2 separate regions of the Rattus norvegicus genome follow, and region 1 is linked to region 2. A link is a contact called in public Hi-C data. All regions are on one chromosome and are shown on one strand. The core of a region is the stretch at or near the end of the contact, and the rest is flanking DNA. Distances in the headings are between cores, read along the strand shown.

Region 1 (5,529 bases), core at 684-3,183, 64 kb after region 2:
CTCGGAAAGGTGCCCACTGACGCCTCCGCCTTCCTCCCCGCCCAAGTTGGCGGGGGAGCCCCGCCGGCGGCCCGCCCCCTCGGAGCCGGGATCGCGGCCGCCAGAGCGCTCCCCCGCGCCCACCCCCAACAGCGGCCGCGGGGGGACCGCCCGCCAGGTACGCGCGACACCGCGCGGTAAGCGCTCACGCCCCCTCGCCCGGGCTGTCCGCCCGCCGTCAACCGAGGTCAGGCCCGGCCCCCGAGACTCGGGTCAGATCCAGCCGCTCGCGATCCGGAGGCCGGCCCTCCACCCCCGCCCCGCGACTCACTTGCACGCGAGTCGTGGCAGCCGCCGGAATTCTTTCCACGCGCCGAGCCCCCCGCCTCGGAACGAAACCGGGGCAGGGCGGCGTGCGGGCTCCGCATCCGATCCCGCTCTCCCGTCCTCGTGCCAGGCTCACGGGACAAGCAGCCCGCCCGAACCGGCCCTCCCTGCTCCCGTCCAGCCGGCAGCCCGCCGCCGCTGCTCGGGCCGCAGCCGAGCTGGCGAGAAGGCTTCTGACTTGGAGCCTCGGGCTGCCGAGCATGCCCAGTCCGCGGCGGAGCCGGGTCGGCTTCCCGCGCGACGCTGGTCCGTTCCTCCGGGTGTTCCCGGCGGCCGGGGGGCGGAGACCGCGGACGCTTGGCCGGGGACCCAGCTGAGTCCCGCAGGACAGCTTGCCGTGGGGTGTGTTAGGGATGAGGGCTGGGGCGTCCTTTTCGTTTCTAGAAACGGGAATTGGAGATGCTGGCCCTTCCCACACACACACATGCCCCCAACTACGAGAAGAGGAAGGGCCCAAATGGTGGGTTTCATCCGCCCGGATCAGAAGCCCAATTAGGAGCCAGCCCGAGAGTTGTGCGACTAAAGCGGGCCGGAAAGCAGGGTACGCAAACTCAGTCTTCGAGAAACTACCATCGGGGACAGTTGTTAGCGAACTACACTGGCATTTTCTTCTCCACCAAGCCCAAGAACTGCGACACTTGTGACTCCCTCATGATTGATCATGTAAAATGGATGGACCTCAAACTCTTCGGGACATTTCCCGAAGCTCTAATCCTTACACTACCATCTTCCCCGGGGAAGAAAAAACGGGTCCGCCGGTTTCCTAAATCGCGCTGCGCCAAGCAGCACGAGGGCCTTGGAGTTCTAGGGAAGAACTGGGGCCCCCTAGTTCGTCCGGGCCCCACCTCCCGCCGCTGCTTGGAGCTGAGGCGAAAACCTGGAGAGCGCCGCACCAGGGCCGGAGCACTGCGCATGCCCAATGGCCCCACCGGGTGCGGGTCGCCAGCAGATTTCCTCCAGCTCGCGCAGTGGAACCCGATATCGGGACGGTGATCGAGCGGCAGGGACAGCAGTCTTCCGCGGCCCCGGCCTTTTGGACCGACCCGCTCGTGCCGCCGTAGCATGGGTCTCCCTGGACGCGCTACCCGCAGGGTCTGGTCTGGGGGCGCGCGGGGGCGGGGAGTAGGGACCAGGAACGGCCGTGCCTGCGTGACACGTGACTGTCGGCCGAGCTCCGGGGCAGCCATCTTCAGTTTTCCCGGGCCGCAGGCGAAGAACCGTCCGGGATCTGGATAGACTCTATTCAGTCGCCTCCCCACCAGGCCCGGGGACCAGCCCTCACCTGCAATCCGCTAGTCTACAGCGGGGGTACAGCGGCGCCGGCGATACCGGGAGGACAGGCTGTCTCCAGAGCCAGAACCTAAAGGCTGAGAATTGGAGAGCCGCTCTCCTGGAGCTGATGGCTTCAGCTTTTCCCCAGGGGCGGAAGTTGGGGAAAGGAGTTCCCGTTCCTAAGGCGCCCGCATCGCTCCTCCTGCCGCTTCCCTGTTCTGACCCATTCCCGGGGACAGAGGATGAAGGTTGCTGAAGTTGTTTGGACAGCCGTCGCCCTCCTCCATGCTTTTCTCCTGCTGGTGGTTAGCTTGGATGGTAGCTTGTTTAGTCACCTGGGGTCCTGGAATCTCTGAACCTGCAACCTCATTACCCGAGAATTCTTTAGAACGGCACATTCACGACCACACCTAGACCTACGGAATCAGAAACGCCTCTAGTGGGGTCCTTCCCGAAATCCGGTTAACAAGCTCCCAAGGTGAATCTAATGGCCGCTTTCCCTAAGCTGTAGAGACCGGTTTTCACGTACGACGCTGAAAACTTAGCGTCCTCTTCCCCAAACGGTGAAAAATCAGATTAAAAATGCGTCTGCTCCCATGTGATCTCTTAAGATCTTGACCTCTCCTGCACCTCTGGCCTTTTCACCTTAGGACCCTGTGCTATCGCGCTTCTCAAGGGAGATAAGAAATGGAGTGGTGGCTTGACACATAACTGATTTTCAGTGACAACTGACAACCACCAGCTCTATTTGGAGTGTCAACCAACAGCAAGGGAATGTCTGGGATTTTAGTAACCCCGCTGGGTATTTTCATCAGTTTGCACCTAAGAGGTAAAAAGGAGGCTTGCTGTCTTGTGAAGTAAGTTCTGGATAGCCGCTGGCTGTTTCAGTGCTACTTTACAATTGTTGTAACCAAGGTCAAAGGTCAAAGCATGCACACTGCTGTATGGCAGGTCAAGGAATCCAGACTTTAAAATCCCTCTCCCAACACAGGTGCGCGCGCGCACACACACACACTATTTTACTCCAAATTCCACTCCAATTTTAAAAAATAATTCTTAGGGAAAAGCACACGTATGTAACATAGCTGTGAGAAATAGAGGGATGGTAATCTAAAGAGAAATCCCAGCCTCTTAAGTGATCTGAATGGTGTAGTCATAAGAGATGCTTCAGAGTTGACGTACTTTTAAATTAAGTTTAGTCATGGTCTTTAAGTCAGTCAGTCTTCAAACCAAAAAGATATTTTTTTAATGAAGATAAAATGTTCCTTTTCTAGTCCTCAGAACAGTGAAGAACAGGAGGCTAGAGAAGTAGCCCAGCAGTTAAGATTACTTTCTATTCTTGAAGAGGATCCTAGTTCAATTCCTAGCACCCCACGTTACCACTGACAACCATCTGAAACTGGTTCCCACGGATCTGATGCCTTCTGTGGCTGCAGAACACCAGGCATGCAAGAGTTACACCTGCATGCTGGCAGGCATAGATTCACATGCAGAAGTAATGTCTTTAAGAAATAAAAGAATCCTAACGCTATTTCTTACAAATCATGATAAGAAGCGTATTCATTAAAAATGTTTAGGTTTCTCAAGTCCGGGGACTGGCATGGATAATGTTGTTGGAGCAGTTAAATAAAAATGAATCACCTCTGAGCCTGCCATGCTAAAGTAATACCAAGAACAAGTACTGAGACACACACTTCACTCGCCAAAGTGACTCCTCCCATGGTGGTCATTTCTAAAGATGAGTAATCTAAGTAAAACATGCGGTTTTATCCCATCGACCTGTAAATGACAAGCACCACTTACTAGATATCAGTCAAAGCTCACACCATGTTCTCAGATCAACGGAGCTTCAGTGAGTAGCCAGGACAATGTGTCTCTGTTAGAAGAACCCAAAGCCACACAGCCTGAGCAGCAGGGCCAAGGCTTCACGGCCGCTTCAGCCTGTCCTATTCACCTGGCCAATCTACAACCTGAGTTTAAAGCGGATGCTGTGGGTGGGGACCCAGCTGCCCATGACTAAGTTTCCAAGTATTCCTATTGCCCTGAGGAATAGATCTGTGAATGACCTGCATTGAGTTCATCTCTGTGCCTCTGCCTGAGACTCCTGGCTTCACTAATTGTCTGGTTTCCATTAATCAACAAAGACTGGAATTGTTTGACTATCCTTGGGTAGATGAAGGATGCAGCCCAGTTTCTCCTTGCACACAAAACTCCTTTCCCTGCATCTCCAATGCCATACAATGGACATGTAGTATCCCTGATCTTTGGGACACCCAGCACAAGAGTTGGCACCAGACAGCCCTTAGTAAGTAGTCGCTGAATCATACCTTATTATTTTCTGTTTTTCTCTGTGCTGCAGTTAGGTCTAAAAAGGATAAATACAAACAATAGGATTATCTTTGTTATCCCTTTCTAATTAGCAACTCTCCCAATCTCTCGTGTTTATTTTAAGGGGATTTTTAAATTAGACATTTACTGCTGACAGTTACCATGGGCTCATAGGTTCATTCCTAGGGACAGTACTATGGTGTCCCTAACCAAACCACCACTTAAGTCCTGGCTTTTCAAGTAATCAGTAAGGAACTCCAGGCAGGTTTCGTTCTTGCCTCTTAAAATAAGAATGCTATAATCCACCCCTCTCTTTGATTCTCATGGCTATCATGAAAATTAATTAGATCCTTAATATAAATATGTCTACAAATGTTTATAGAGTGAGCATAATAAAAAGCAGAGAATGCTGTTCAATTTATCATGAATATCTTATTTAGCGACCAGCCTTGTCCTAAGTCAAGCACTAGAGCAGTCCTGGAAGTAAATAGAATGAGGGGCACATGCTGTCTCCAGCTGGCACTTATAAGCGAGTCCCAGAAACCCCAGTGCTAAAGGAAGAGAGGGTTACGTGGCATGATCCCCTGAACTGTACAGCTCCAAACCAAACGTCAGATCTAGGACATGCTGCAGTCAGGAAGGGCTGCAGCAGTCAGGGCTGGCACCTTTTCTATGCTTCCCTTAGAAGAGATTGAAGGAGCGATCAGATTTCTTCCGCCAGGTCTCATACAGCGTAAAGGACAGGATACAGTCTCCCGCTTCGTTAGGCACCTTGAATAACAAGGTAACAACAGTCCTGGAGTAATCCGATAGAATCAAGTCTAAATCCTGTGCACTCCAGTCTAGACCAGGGCTTCTGAGCTTTGTGGACATTTGGACCAGATGGCATTCTGTCATAAGGAGCTGTCCTTGTCCATCTCAGGTCCTTTAGCAACATCCATAGCCTCAACTAACTAGATGCTGGTGACAGCCCTGCTCACTGCAATACAGACAAAAACATGTCCAGATATTGCTACCTGTCCTTCGAGAAGGTGAAGGGATTTAGCCTGCATTGAAAACCACTATTTTGACAGTGGGCAAAAATGGAATCAAAGAAAGCTGGGATCTGAACTTGAGCACCAGCCTTGTTTGGAATCACCCCACACAACCTATTTGCTGTCCACACTGCATCCACTCAGCCAATGATTGTCAAGTTGTACCAGATAAAGCGCATTGTGTGTGTGCCAGAAGCAGAATGTTGCCGTTCTCCCCTGAAGGCCCATACGTCATCCTCATCCCAGTATTTACCCTCCATCAGCGTTCTTAGATACCACATGCTTCATACTTACACTAACGTTTTATTACTTATTTGAAAGTCAAATAAAATCCAGCGTCTTCTCTTTTTAACTGCTTGATCTGGAAGCCCTGCAGACATAAAGTTTTATCACCATCCTAAATTGCAGCTCCATGAACTCATAGCCTGACCTCATTAAAAAGTGAACACAGAGCTTACACTAAGAACGGTAGCAGTCATCTGTGACCCCAGCATCTGGGGGTGTGGGGTAGTCTCGCTTCCATAAAAGG
Region 2 (5,354 bases), core at 2,651-5,150:
TGCTTTCCATTTTGTGTTTCGAGTCCTAACTCACCTCTGTAACAACTGCCACTGAAGGCAAATGTTGAATAGCTTCTGTATTCAAGGCCCCTTGCGTTTCACAGCTCGTAAAATCTAATGGTCTGCAAGTCAGCAACTGCAACACTCAGTCCAGCTGTGCTAGCCACAGCCACAAAGGAGAAGCCTTTGACAGAAAGTGAAACACACACACAGCAAGAACACACAGAAGTCCCCATTAAATATTCTTCAATGAAGTCAGATTACCCTTGTCCTCAATAAAGTCCCCATTAACCTAGCTTTCTGAGGTTTCACCATCTACTTAAAAGAGTAGCCTAACTGATGACGAAATGCCCTGGAACTGGCCTGGGCCAGCAGGATTTAAGTGTCATTGACTGGTTAACCACATGGCCTTGGTCAAGCTGTTTGCCCTCTGTATGACTCAGGAATCTTATCTGGAAGACAGAACCATGCTTAATGATGTTTACATGCTTGCTCTGTGAACTAAACGTGGAGATTCAGTTCCTCTCATGTATTTGAAATGAATCCGTAGCCAATGAGTGAAAATTGAACACACAGAAATAATTATTTGATGATCACTCCTCCTCAGGAGGCCAGATCTACCTCCACCTCACTCCAAGCCTCATTCTTAGATCTTTGGGTTCACAAACTATAAACATTTAGCTAGCTGCACCCTGACAATGGCCTCAACAGAGAAAGGCGGTGGAATAGCTCCGGGTTATGCCTCTGGAGCACTGCTGTGGTATCTGGGTAAATGATGGGAGTTAGTAGTTCTAAGACATGTGCTCACTGCTGTGTTACCTCCATGGCATTCACTACAAGGTTTAGAGTTCTTGTTCTTGCAGGAACTCTCCTGCATTCATGGTCATCTGGACCGACCGAAGCAAAACACCATGAAAATCCTCTAATTGTGAGCCCCTGAAGCTCCTCCCGCCCGGAAGCCTTTGTCTTCCAGTCAGTCGTGCTCACAGCAGCACACCAAACCATTCTGATGAAGCTCAGTGAATCAGGAGTGCAGTGAGGCAGGACGGGCTCCACAAGTCACCAGTTGCCACCACCTCCAAGCGCCACCTGCTGCCACGTCTGATATCACAGCTTATCCTGCTGATTCTGAAGGTAGAGAGCATCACACCCTAGAGCAAATGTCGGCTCACCATATGACCACACATCTGGACAGACATCACACCTGATTCCTAACAAGGAAGCTTCCGCAGGGTGTGGTGGCACATGCAGATGATGCCCAGGACTTGAGAGATAGAAGATGGAGAATAAAGAATTTAACACCAGCCTGGACTCCATAGCAAAACGGACTTACGACAACACAAGGGCTGGGATGTAACTCAATGATTGATGGAGCAAGTATTTGCCTAATATGTCAAGGCTTTCAATTGAGTGCCTACAAAAGACAGACAGACAGACACAGAGACAGGTAGACAGAGAAACAGTAGCCCCCAGCTTTACTGTCTTAGGCATCAATACCATCTTTCAGCAGAAATAAACACGATTGAAGGAACGGAGCAAGAAAACAATAAGTCTCGATGCTGGCTACATTTAAAAAGAAAAACAGCAGTAATAAGATTCCCTTGCCAGGGACAAATAGATGGAGGCTCGAATAGCCCCGCTCCAGCAAATACACACACTAGACTCTCCTGGTCTACAGAGACCATGGTGAGACACAGCAAAATCCTGAGAGACTCCCAATTCAGAAAAAGAAGCTCAAGCTAATGAAAGGCTTAGCGGTAATGGTTTCTCAGAAGCATTTCCTTTTTATTGTTATTTTTGAAGTACATGTTAAATATCCAAATGCTAATGGACCCACCCTGTAGCTTGGAGGATGAAAAGTCAGAGAGCTGAGAGAGTAGCTTTGCGTGCACGCATGTGCGCGTGCACAGACACACACACACACACACACACACACACACCCTTCCACATCAGTATGCTCACATCTTTTCACTAAAGGCAGAGTTAGAACACAGAATAGTAATGCAGATAAATGGGTCTTGGATACCTCTAGTTAAATAGAAAAACAAAACAATCTTGCAGAATGGGGCCACAAAGAACATCCCACCACCATTTACTTACGTTCCCCAAATTCCGAACTTCCCACATAGTAGGTGAGAAGCAACAGGACAAAAACAATGCTTCCAAAGGAAGAGAAGAGCTCCCATCAGTGGGAACCTCACAGACACCAACTCTTGAGTCTTTAGATTACAATGCCTCTAGATATTTGCTGAAAATCATCCAAGTTACTAACGTAAAATTCAGTGAGTGAGTCATAGTCTACCTTCAAGTCTAAAGCACACTTGAAACAGAATCGTCTCAGAGTCTAATGCAGTCCACCATCTCCCCAGGTTCAAGGTCTTAAAAGAAACGGGCTGAGTTATTATCCAAGTTAGGGAGAAGATGCCAACCCTGGGCCCTCGGGAGTCTGGAGAGCAGGAAGAGCACAGGATCCAGTCGAGGCCTCTGCTCCAAGCCTATCCCTCTGTACAAGAGAAGCACTTGACAAGTGGAAGAACAATAAACTTCATATTTAAAACACTAATTCTGTTAGTGACTTAAGATCTTAAAAAGCTAATTAAGTATTCAGATCTTCAGTGATTTCAATTTGATTCCCAGACACAGAAAAATGTCTCCATCTAAAGATATATGCTCTCTAGAGGCCGAGCCCTGCCTGCCTGGCTGGCTTTTAAAACACTTTAGGAAATTTGACTTCAAAGTAAAATCAGCAATTTAGTGGAGGAGGGGGATTGGAGCCTCTGAGAAAACATCCTGCAGACCAACACACATTCAGAAATAAATTGATCTCTTTTAATACATACAACTTGCTATCTAAAACACTGAAGCATTTCCCACAATCCCTTAAATTAGTCGCATGGAAAGAATATCTCTTATTACCAAGCTAGAGTGTTCCAGATTGTTCCAGATTGCTCCCTTTCCCTCTCTCTTTCATTCTCAAACATTAGCACACTGACCTTGATTCTCAAAGCCTTTGGTTTGGGTTTTCATTAAGTCCCAGGGGCCTGTGACAATAGCCTCCTAGTTATTTCACAGTCACCAGCATCACCCTCTCCCTGAGTAGCCTCACTCACTCACGAAGTTGATTCATTCAGCTAGAATTTCCAGAGTTTCTATGTAACAGGCACTGCTCCAGGCCAGAAAACAAAGCAGTGCGCACATCACACAGGGCAGAAGCACCCCACCCCCACAGTGGTGTTCTGTTAGTCAGGCGTGTGCTGAGGGGAGAAACAGGAAGGGACTAGGCAGGCTTAAGAGTTGTACCTCATTAAAGGCAGTCAGCAAAGTCTCATTCCGGAGAGGAAAAACAAAGGGGCTAACTCGCCAGGGGACGTGCATTCCAGGTAAGACGGTCCAGGTGTCCACAGGAATGCCCAGAATCCAACCATGTGAGGTGTCATCAGAGACCACAAAGGAGCGCCTAGACATAGGCACAGCTGTGAAATTCACTTGAAATGAAGTCAAAATGGTGTTTCTCTAGTCAGCAATTCCTTCCAGAAATTCCCAAAGAAACTTGAACGTTTTTGAGAATTGAGAGAGGGAAAAAAATCAGGAAATAGAGAGATAAGCATTAGAATTTACCCTCCTGTTGGCTCAGTGATCAGGACCCACTGCCATCATGTTCAAATCAACCACAGGGAACACTCGCTTTCTCTGAGTCAACACATCTGAGACTGAGGCAAGAGCGGGAGGATGAGGGTGCCCCGTGTCCCCAGTCTTCCGTGGCTACTGTGCTCTAGGTATGTTCTGTCGCTCTGCCTGCTGCTAGCTGGGAATCAAATCAGAGCAAAGTTAATATTAATAAGATAAGTGTGGGATGCCTTGCAGGGCTCTTGACTTTGCTCAAACGTCCAAATACAAGCACGGTTCAAACACTACCGGGTACAACTGAGAGGCATTTTCCAGCTGAATATTCACCAGACAGTACTGTCCTTTGTAAATGGTTCTGAAGTTAATTATTAAAAACGTTTCAGACGTGTGCAGGAAGCATGAAAGAGTGCAATGAATGGTGATTTCCAAGAAGACAGATCTGATCTAAATCACAGAATTAAGAAGCATCAATAGTAGTCATTTGGAAATGTAGAAAAAACAATTCTTCAGCATCTTTTTATTTGAAGAAAAAAAAAACAGCAGTTACTTACAAACGAGACCACCTACCACTCTTAATATTTAAGGGATGGTGACTATTTACATGAGGCAGGGAAAACGATCATTTTACTGTGCCAAAAAGCAATACCTTGATTACTAAAAATTTTGGTAAAATGTTCCTGAGGAGAAAATGTGCTTTATTTGAAGCTATACATAAAACTATGCACATTTCGTTGTAGAAACGAGACCGTGATCTAGAAATCTGAACTAGCAAAAGGAAATAAGTCCCCAAATATCAAAGCTGAAGCAAACAGCACAAAGAAACAGCCATTCCAGGATGGAGCAGGAAATTGGGGAACCCAAATCTTTTGTACCAGTCACTGAGACTCCATGCCCTGAGGCTTCACCTTCTATCTCCAGCTCCCTGGAGACACCCCAGGAGCACTGCTTCCCAAGTGTGGGCCTTTGACAGCAGCTCAGAAGAAACAGTTAAAAACAGGAACAGAAAGGACATTTCTCTGGCCCTTTGGTTCCAATAGGAATTGAAATAACAGCAAGCATCAGATGCAATCTGAATTTCTATTTCTCAGTCACCCTAACAGGTAGGTACCTTTGACACTTCCTCTCACCTTAAAAATAAAGGGAAACTGAGGCACAGAGAGGTTAAGGCATCACACAGCATCCAAGCATTGTAGCTCTAGGTCCCAGCTGTAAGCCAAACACTTTCCTACCTCTCTGCTTCAGGACTCTAGGATTTCAGAGTGTGGTTGGCAATTAATTATGTATTAATATTCAGTGAACTCTCATCACTTGATTACTGTTTCTTAATCAGGTTTTAAATTTTAAAGATATTCCACTTAGAGGTACCACATAAACATCCACCCCTATTTGTGGCATCTGATTCCATCAGAACGTGATCAAGCTACGTAAACGTCATGTCTAAAATACGCCAGGTAAACACCTCGGAATAAGCCACCCGTTGATGTAGAATGACGCCTGGCATCTTTCCCTGGTTAAGAGAAGCTGTGTTCTGTTTGGTGTCAGTGGTATGGACTTCAAAGGCCTCAGACCTAATACTACTCACAGCATCTCACTGGTCTGGAAGTCATTCAAGACTCCCCCAGAGATTCATTCTGACCACATCTGGAAGAGGGAGACCACAAAGCTAAGGAAAACATAAACACGCCTTAGGGTACCCATTCCACATCAAAGACCTATTGCTAGCACTG

The links. A called contact is a pair of places that touch in the nucleus more often than the background predicts.
Region 1: a contact with region 2 is called in a Hi-C map of kidney, with 2.6 times the contacts expected there. The contact joins the promoter of Sgms1 here to the enhancer-like site in region 2. A contact is called at or near these places in 6 of 12 Hi-C or Micro-C datasets (the A7r5 cell line, Schwann cells, kidney and 3 more) and 1 of 1 datasets of contacts at active chromatin or transcription factors (oligodendrocytes).

What each region holds. Positions count from the first base shown.
Region 1 is chr1:239,670,960-239,676,488 of GRCr8, forward strand. Sgms1 (sphingomyelin synthase 1) reads right to left here and starts at 1,934. Exons shown (of 10, transcript NM_181386.3): 1 at 1,649-1,934.
Region 2 is chr1:239,604,716-239,610,069 of GRCr8, forward strand. The region is part of intron 2 of Sgms1 (sphingomyelin synthase 1); the gene reads right to left. Among named protein-coding and RNA genes, the nearest start is that of Sgms1, 66 kb to the right of the region's middle. Within about 2 kb of position 3,901, at least 10 of the 93 cell types and tissues checked have an H3K27ac peak or open chromatin away from gene starts, as enhancers often do. A contact at or near this core is called in the A7r5 cell line, Schwann cells and kidney, where this site is marked.